Regions from separate parts of the Mus musculus genome. Here region 1 is linked to region 2. A link is a contact called in public Hi-C data. All regions are on one chromosome and are shown on one strand. Each heading gives the region's core, a stretch centred on a gene start, on an enhancer-like site or on the middle of the called end of the contact. The rest is flanking DNA. Distances are from core to core; before and after follow the strand shown.

What was found. Hi-C and Micro-C count contacts between places; a contact is called where the count stands out from the background.
Region 1: a contact with region 2 is called in a Hi-C map of cortical neurons, with 2.4 times the contacts expected there. The contact joins two enhancer-like sites. A contact is called at or near these places in 3 of 484 Hi-C or Micro-C datasets (cerebral cortex and cortical neurons).

The regions. Positions count from the first base shown.
Region 1 is chr17:54,752,183-54,756,242 of GRCm38.p6, forward strand. No RefSeq gene overlaps it. Among named protein-coding and RNA genes, the nearest start is that of Gm32055, 98 kb to the right of the region's middle. Within about 2 kb of position 1,604, at least 24 of the 459 cell types and tissues checked have an H3K27ac peak or open chromatin away from gene starts, as enhancers often do. A contact at or near this core is called in cortical neurons, where this site is marked.
Region 2 is chr17:54,362,281-54,366,343 of GRCm38.p6, forward strand. All of the region lies in intron 1 of 1700025K24Rik (RIKEN cDNA 1700025K24 gene), which reads right to left. Among named protein-coding and RNA genes, the nearest start is that of 1700025K24Rik, 5.8 kb to the right of the region's middle. Within about 2 kb of position 1,456, at least 2 of the 459 cell types and tissues checked have an H3K27ac peak or open chromatin away from gene starts, as enhancers often do. A contact at or near this core is called in cortical neurons, where this site is marked.

The DNA.
Region 1 (4,060 bases), core at 354-2,853, 390 kb after region 2:
AATAGTTACCTATTTTTTTTCCAAATCTAATTCAGCACCATGGAAATCTGACAAATGTTTAAATCTTTTTTGTTAAACATTACAGCATGGAAGTTATTAACTGGTAGACAAAGTCTCTTTCAATTAGTTTTTAACCTAATCGCAAATGGCCTAATATGCTGGACATAGGGAAGAGAAAAAAATTCACATTTCTCTGTTCTTTCATCTTTTTTTTATGTAAAGATATTAAGAATATATAGGAAATGACACAGGATTTTTTAAACAGTTATAAAACAAGGTGAATGCATCTATGACAGATATAGAAAAGTAGATCCTTTCTACTAAGCCTTAAAAGAAAGTTTCGTTTACTTCCTAGATAGTCATTGCTTATAGTTTTCCTGTTGAAGAAAGCCAATTATACCTTCATCAGACTGGTCTCTCCAATGCAGTGGTATAAAATTCTTTGTTCTCTATTCTGCTTCAATTGTAGTCATTTCTAAACCTGCTGGTTAATATGTTTTTAATATATTAAGAAAATATATATGAGCAAACAGAAAGATATTAAAAGATGGCATACTCCACCTTATTTTATTATTTAACTAAATAATTTTGTTTCACTTGGTTTACAGATTTTAATATAAATAACTCACTGATTAACCCACATTATTTTTCAGAAAATTTTGCCATTTTCAAAGACAAACAATTTATGTGGAATTTACACAATAGAACACATCTAGGTGTAGGCCAAGTGAGAGCTTTCCTCCATACTCAGCATGCCTCACCAGAAATAATGTGATTTGATGGATTCCTATATAGAGCAGTGAGATGCCTGCAGGTTGCCAGAGTCTCACACAAGCAACAAGGATGAGGTCCAAAAAAGGAGTCATGATCATTCTTTATGAGATGACAGTAACTCTTGGGGAAGGTATAACAAATGATCTATCAGGGGTGCCTCTACTGCTACCATCTGTCATAGTAGGTGTCAGAGAATTGTTCAGTATCTACTGGCACTGAATGTAGAAAGACACAGATGTTCCTGTGGAAGCAGAAAACTTATCAAAGCCCAGCTAAGCAGAAACATAAGTGCAGTAGTCCTGTTTGCATGCCCAGAGTTTGTATTTGAACTCAACCAACTTTATATAAAAAGAACTTGGGAAAGACCATCTGTCCTGAGCCTGTGTAGATTTGTTTAAGTCACTGCTACTGGCCTAACAAGACATTATAATTTGTTCAGCAATTTCCATTGAATTAAGTAGCCCAAGTAATCCAGATCTGTTTATTTTTATACTTTAATCCAAGCATCTCCAGTTTTCACAGTACAAGTGAAGTATTCTCAGAGTTCTTGGAGCAAATTGCCTGCCATTGTCAAGGGCTGACGTCATGCTGTGCTCTTTCTCTCCTTTGCACTCCAAAAGCAACTCAGAGCTGTTCAGGGTAGCTGAGAGATACAATGTTGGTTTCCTTTACTGCAAAGATGATTCTCCATCTGGGGTTCTTCTTTACAGTGCAGGCCTGGAACATACAGTTGGGCATGGAAAATAGAGCTTCGCAGGCCCAACTGTCAGCATCTGGGTCCAGCTGTTTTGGTGTTGATTATAAGCCAGCTGCTCATCTCCTGCTGACTCATAATGCTGCTGCTGCTGCTGCTTTTCTGGAAGAAGAACTCACTCCCTTGTCAACATCCTGAGCTCACAGGGTTGTCTTGGCACAAATCAAATTTTCCACCCAGGAGTTGTTGTTGCCTTTCAGTTGCCTTATCTCCCCAGCCCCCCACTTACCACAATCCTTTACAATTTGCATAACTTGTCAGGTTTCATTTTAATTGTTTTTATTTTTAGCTAGAAAGTCGTCTGTCTGCAGCTTTTGCTAATCCTGGGATCCAAAGGCATCTTTTGCAAATCCAGTGATCCAAAGGATCAGAATTAGAATCTGAGTTTAAAAATCACACAGAGATCATTAAAAAATCCTAAAACTTCAAAGGTGCCCTGATGGTATATTGTCTGCATTAGTGCAATGGTTGCAGCCTCTGTCCTCTTTGCATGAATGATATGGTTAGCATCCTCACAGATTAACATTAGAACTGCAGTGTGTCTTGCTCTTGTGCCCAACCTTCTCCCTCCACAGACACTCATTTTGTCTTTCAAGAAATGTGTGTTAAATCTTCATTTCAAGCACTTCATTGGAAGATAAATAGTGAGAATATAGAAATGAAGCTGTACAACCTATGATCTGTTCTCCTAGCCCAAGAAAGAAACAGGTGAATATGTAGGCTAAAGTAGTAGACACTGAGCAATTTTCTTTTAAACCCATCGTCTTGTCTGCTTTTGCATTAAGTATGTATAGGAATAAGTATGATTAATAAATGTATTTAAAATATAAGCAATTTATAATAAGAAGCCATGTGTTTTAATTCTTTCTTGCCAAATTTTCAGTCTTTCCTTTGTGATTTGAATAGAGGCAGGGTTGGAGGCTAGTATCTTCCAGAAAATATTCTTGTGGCTAGACACAATGAGTTAAGAGGTTTTAGTGTTTATTCATAAGTTGACACTTGTACATTGCAACACCACAGCAGCCCTGGTTTGTAATTATTTGGCCTGATGATGTTTCAAGGTTGTAGTGGAATAACTCTACTCCCTTATCCCAATTAGACAAGCCTTGCTTTTGGATGATGAATGAGGGAACACTGAAGCTGAGTGAGATTTTTGCAAAATGTTCCAGAACCTCACCCAGCTTTAAGACATAAAACCTTCCAAACAATTAAAGACTTGGTTTATATGTGAAATTTTGGTAAACTTGAAAACAGAGATTATTTCCCCCTCTAATTTAATAAGAAGTTATAAAAGAAAGTAATGGCTACTCCAGTCAGGTCAATCCCTGGAACAGCACAAGGAAGCGCCAGGTCCCACTATCCCTGATTAGTTTAGCCATATAACTGGTTGTCATAGGTCATACTGTGGTTCTTGATAGCCATTGCATCCTCTTACTACACCCATCACAGGTAAGTGTGTGTGTGTGTGTGTGTGTGTGTGTGTGTGTGTGTGTATTACTCTCTAGTTGAAATGATCAAAAGGATTAGATGATGTAGTCTTGTTAAAGTAGGTGTGGATTGTTGGGAAAGTATGTCACTGGGTATGAGATATGAGGTTTCAAAAGCCCATACCAGGCTTAGTAGTCTTCCTCTGTCTGCTACCTACAGATAAACATCTAAATCAGTGATTGCTCCAAAACCATGCCCGTGTTATCCCCACAATAATGTTAATGGAGTAACCCTCTTAAACTATAAGGATGTCATTAATAACACACTTTCTTTTATAAATGTTTCTATCCTATTCTGGGTTTCTATTCCTGAACAAAACATCATGACCAAGATGCAAGTTGGGGAGGAAAGTATTTATTCAGTTAACAATTCCAAATTGCTCTTCATCACCAGAAGAGGTCAGGACTGGAACTCAAGCAGGTCAGGATACAGGAGCTGATGCAAAGCCCATGGAGGGATGTTACTAGCTTGCTTCCCCTGGCTTGCTCAGCCTGCTTTCATCCCAAGACTACCTGTCCAGGGATGGTACCACCTACAGGCACCCCTGCCACTGTGCCTTGATCACTAATTGAGAAAATGCCTTATAGCTGGATCTCATGGAAGCATTTCTTCACCTGAAGCACCTTTCTCTGTGATAACTCCAGCTTGTGTCAAGTTGACACAAAACCAGCCAGTACAGTTGCCTTGGTCATGTGTCTCTTCATAGCAATAGAACAGTAAGTCAACATCTAATAATAAGACATTGCTTTTCTTGGGGAGCATGACTCTGGGAGAATTGGTTTGGAGGAACAAATGTTTGAGTAATGTGTTTACATATTTGGAATAGGGCATAGGCATCTGGAATTTGGTTATGTATACTACTTTTTACTATGTATTCCTTGTCTCTCTTTCATTGAGTTTGGAGCTCTGTTATGCCAACATCACAGGATGTTGGGAGTTATATGTGGTTTATGGCTCAGTCTCATTAAGCACGAGCTAAAGGAAATACTTGAGGTTTCTAAAGGAGGTTCTTAAGACTTACCCCCAGGCTACAGGTGTTGGTAA
Region 2 (4,063 bases), core at 206-2,705:
AAATGAACTATATCCAATACATCTAAATACAGGGATCTGAATAAATGTTCTTGTCCATGGATAAGCATTCAAACATAACTTCTTACCAGGTCAGGAGAAAACAGTTACTAGAAACAAAGACATAGATATTCAGATTTGTGTTTCATATGACCATGTAAACCAATATTTATTTTTCTCTATAGTGAGAAAATCATGAGCTTCCAAGTTAACTCTAAGAATTTTATTATCAAAATGAATATTACTTATAATGCCCAGAAAAAAGCATTAGATTGCCCTGGCTGAGTATCTCCTGTAGATCTCAGCAATGCTCCAATATGAAGTGATTCACAACCTAGGAATTCTCAGAGTCAAAATTAAAAAGAAACTAAAATGGGGGATTCACAATTAATGCACTACAAATTTAGAAAAATTAGAATACAATGCTAACTTAATTTACATAAATTATTCTCAATACTCAAAGTGGTATTTGACTACATAAGGAAAAAATGGTTAGGAAATATCATTTTATGTAGGTTAGGAAATGAACCTAAAATGTGAGAAATACTGCTTTTAGTTGTATATGGGAGTTTTCCTTCAAAGAAAAGAATGTCAGTGTTTTTAACAGGGCTGGAGAGAAAATAAACAAACCTAAGAAAACAACAAATCAAAAAGAAAACCTGAAAGACAAAAACAAACTAAAAATAGAATGTCATTCTTTCCAGGAAGAAAAATAACCAAATATTTATCTAAAGCCTAGTTTTACAGTCTGATCACAGTAGGAAGAGCATAGATGTCTCCCCCTCCCTACCTTAATCTCTGTTTCCATACAGCAAAACTCACAGGCTCCAGGACTTTTAGGTAAGACTGATCTTCCCACTGAAATCAAAACATCAGTGTAGGCAGTATAGAACTAACTAAAGGCATTTGAAAAAGCCATATGGATACCTACTATTTTAGAGTGCTTAGGGAGGAGAGAAGAATTTACTTACAGTTGTCTCACACAGGAAATTCTGCTCCTTCTAGAAGCCATTTGTTGTGAAATAAAAAGTCCAGTGCTTGTTGTAGGATGCTAAATTGTTGGTGAAATGTATACTGGAGAAAGGCCAAACAATACAGGCTTTTGCCCTTGCGCTTGGGAGCCTATTAAAACATGATGGTAAGGTCCTATTGCTGAAGGGAAAACTGATACTGGAAACCCAGGGCTTCTGTCACCTGTGTTATTAAAGGAGAACTTCTTACTACCACTTTTCTAAAACAGCATACTTAACTACCTGTATTCAAAAAACCCTTACACCCACAGACAAGCGTAGCTTTCAACCCTCATCAAGGAAACTTCTCTTTGCAACAGAGACCACCAAAGAAAGCCACAACTTGTCCAAATGCAGAGAAAAACTATTCATGGGGTTCCCAGATCCATTACATACATTTATAATAAGACTCAGAGAATGTGGAAATCTGCTTTAGATAGTATCTCTTTGAAATGACTCATGATACCTCAACCATATGGCAACTTAAACAAGATCTGACAAGGATAGCACTAGTACAGTGCTAAGGTAAGTGAAAAATCTCACAGGGACCCTAACACTGGACAAAGAACTATAGGCAACTAAGTGATATAAGAAAGATGCATGAGACCCTTTAGTTGGCTATGTAACACCAAGGTGCCAGCCCTGAAATCATATACATACAAGCAACATCAAATGGATTCACATAATTGTATTTGTATATTTATGCACATATATGTGTAATAATAACAATGTGGAAAAATTTTATACTGAAAAAATAAGACTATAAAATTAGTGGAATGCATCCCCTATGCCTTCTATGTCTTATTTTTGTGAGTTTTTATTATATCTCAAATACAGTCTTCACCTCATACTGCCAGCGAACTGTATGGCTTCTCCTGATTGCAGAATCTTTGATGTGATTAATAGAAGCAGGAGGAAAGAACTACCATATGAGACCACTGGACAACTGACTGTGAACCAATTGCTTCTCATTTGGAAGAAGTAATAGATTCTGCTGGAATCAAATGGGGTAGAGGGTTCTGGAGATGTAGCTCAGTGGTAAAGCATAAAATTCTGGGTTTGATTTATAGCCCTGAAGAAAAATGACCTGAAAATCTACGTGTAATGATGTATTTTAAGAATGAATGGTGATGTTGGGAGGGTTAGTGCATGCAGGTGGGACTACTCTAACAGTTTATTTTACACATCAACTTGACTGATGAGAGAACACCCAGATAATATTAGGTATTACTTATGCATATATATGTTAGGGTATTTCTAGAATAGAATGGTATTTTCAAATTTATATTTAAAAATATTAATGAGTTGTATGGCAGTCTAAATTAGAAAGGTCTCCGTAGGCTCATATAATTGAATGCTTAATCACTAGGGAGGGTCGCTACTTGAAAGGATGAGAGGGATTAGGAGGGATGATGGCCTTGTTGGAGGAAGTGTGTCACTCAAATGGTCTTTGAGGTTTCAAAAGTCCATGCGAAGCCTATTGTTTTTCTATTCCTACTGCCTACGGAGGAGGAGGAGGAGGAGGAAGAAGAAGAGGATATACAACACTCAGTTGCTCCTTCTCTATCACCATGTCTACCTCCATGTCACATGCTCCCTACTAATGATGATCGTGGATGAACCTCTGAAACTGTAAACAACCCCAATTTTTATTTTTGCCTTGGTTATGTTGTATCTTCACAGCAATAGAACAGTGACTAAGACAGATATACTAACTGTCCATATTTGTGGCATATAATGTCACATCTTAAATGTTCTCAACTCACCATCCTGTTACACCCAATGGATATTTATGTAAAATAGGTAATCAAATAAAAATGAATTGATAATCAATCATGAAGAATTTATTTTAAGATAATCCTGTTGTATAGATGCAATTTTACCATTCATTATTATTAAAATAAATTTGTACACTAATGAGGGAAATGTTTGCTTATTTTTAAATACAGAATTAAATATTGGGTGAATATTTGATACTATATGTAGGACATAGACTATTTTCAATATTTTCAGAGTCATCCATATTTTAATTTTGCAATTGCCAATGCTGAGGACTTCACTTTGAAGAAATACCTATTACAAAATGACAGGAGTATATTAGGTTTATTTCAGAAGTTGTTAGAAATTCTGGCCAAGCCAAAAATTAATTTAAAAATTTTTAATGGAATGCAGGTAAGCAAAGCCAACAGAAATCTTTAAAGCCAAACATCCTAACACAATGTAATATAAAGCAGACTACTTTGATTCTTGTAGTCCTCAGGATGTGGACAAAGGTGGTGGTGGTGGTGGAGGAGGAGGAGGAGGAGGAGGAGGAGGAGGAGGAGGAGGAGGAGGAGGAGGAGGAAGAGGCTTCTTGGATATTTGACCTAGGTTCTCTAGTTCTGAAGGCTTCTAACTTCAACTGAGATATATTACCAACTTCCATGTTTCTCCAGCTTGCAAATGCCAGCCTGTTGTGGTAATTCTTTACCTATACACTCATTTGAGAGAATTCTAATAATCTTTCCTTATATGTGTCTATTTCCTCTGTCCATGTGGGAAATCTTGATGGAATCATCTGCTTTTTTCATTTGTAAACATAGACACCTAGCAAGGTATTTCAAATTTCATAAAGAAATGGTTAAAAACATAGAATTGACTTACAGTATTTGGTCCAAGACAGTGAAAGCAGAATTTATTGTATTAATGCTACTAATTGATTTAAAAGCTAAAAAAAATGTGTGTCTGAGAATATGTGCAAATGAGTTCAGATGCTATGGAGACTAAAGGTCTCTTTGATACTGGAATTCTAAGTTACTGATTTGGAGCTGGGAATTGAACTTAGGTGCTCTGAAAGGAGTAGATGCCCTTACCTGCTGAGCCATCTCTTTGACACAAAAATAAGACTTTGGATATTTTAGCTACATGTGTAAATTCCTGTATTTAAAATAAAACAAATTGAATGCCAAGATTTATGAAGATTTAGGTTGTAAATATAAATGGAATTATCTTTCTAAAGGATATTGAAAAGCATTTCAGACCATTTAAGAAATGGAGGTATAAGATTCATATTCAAG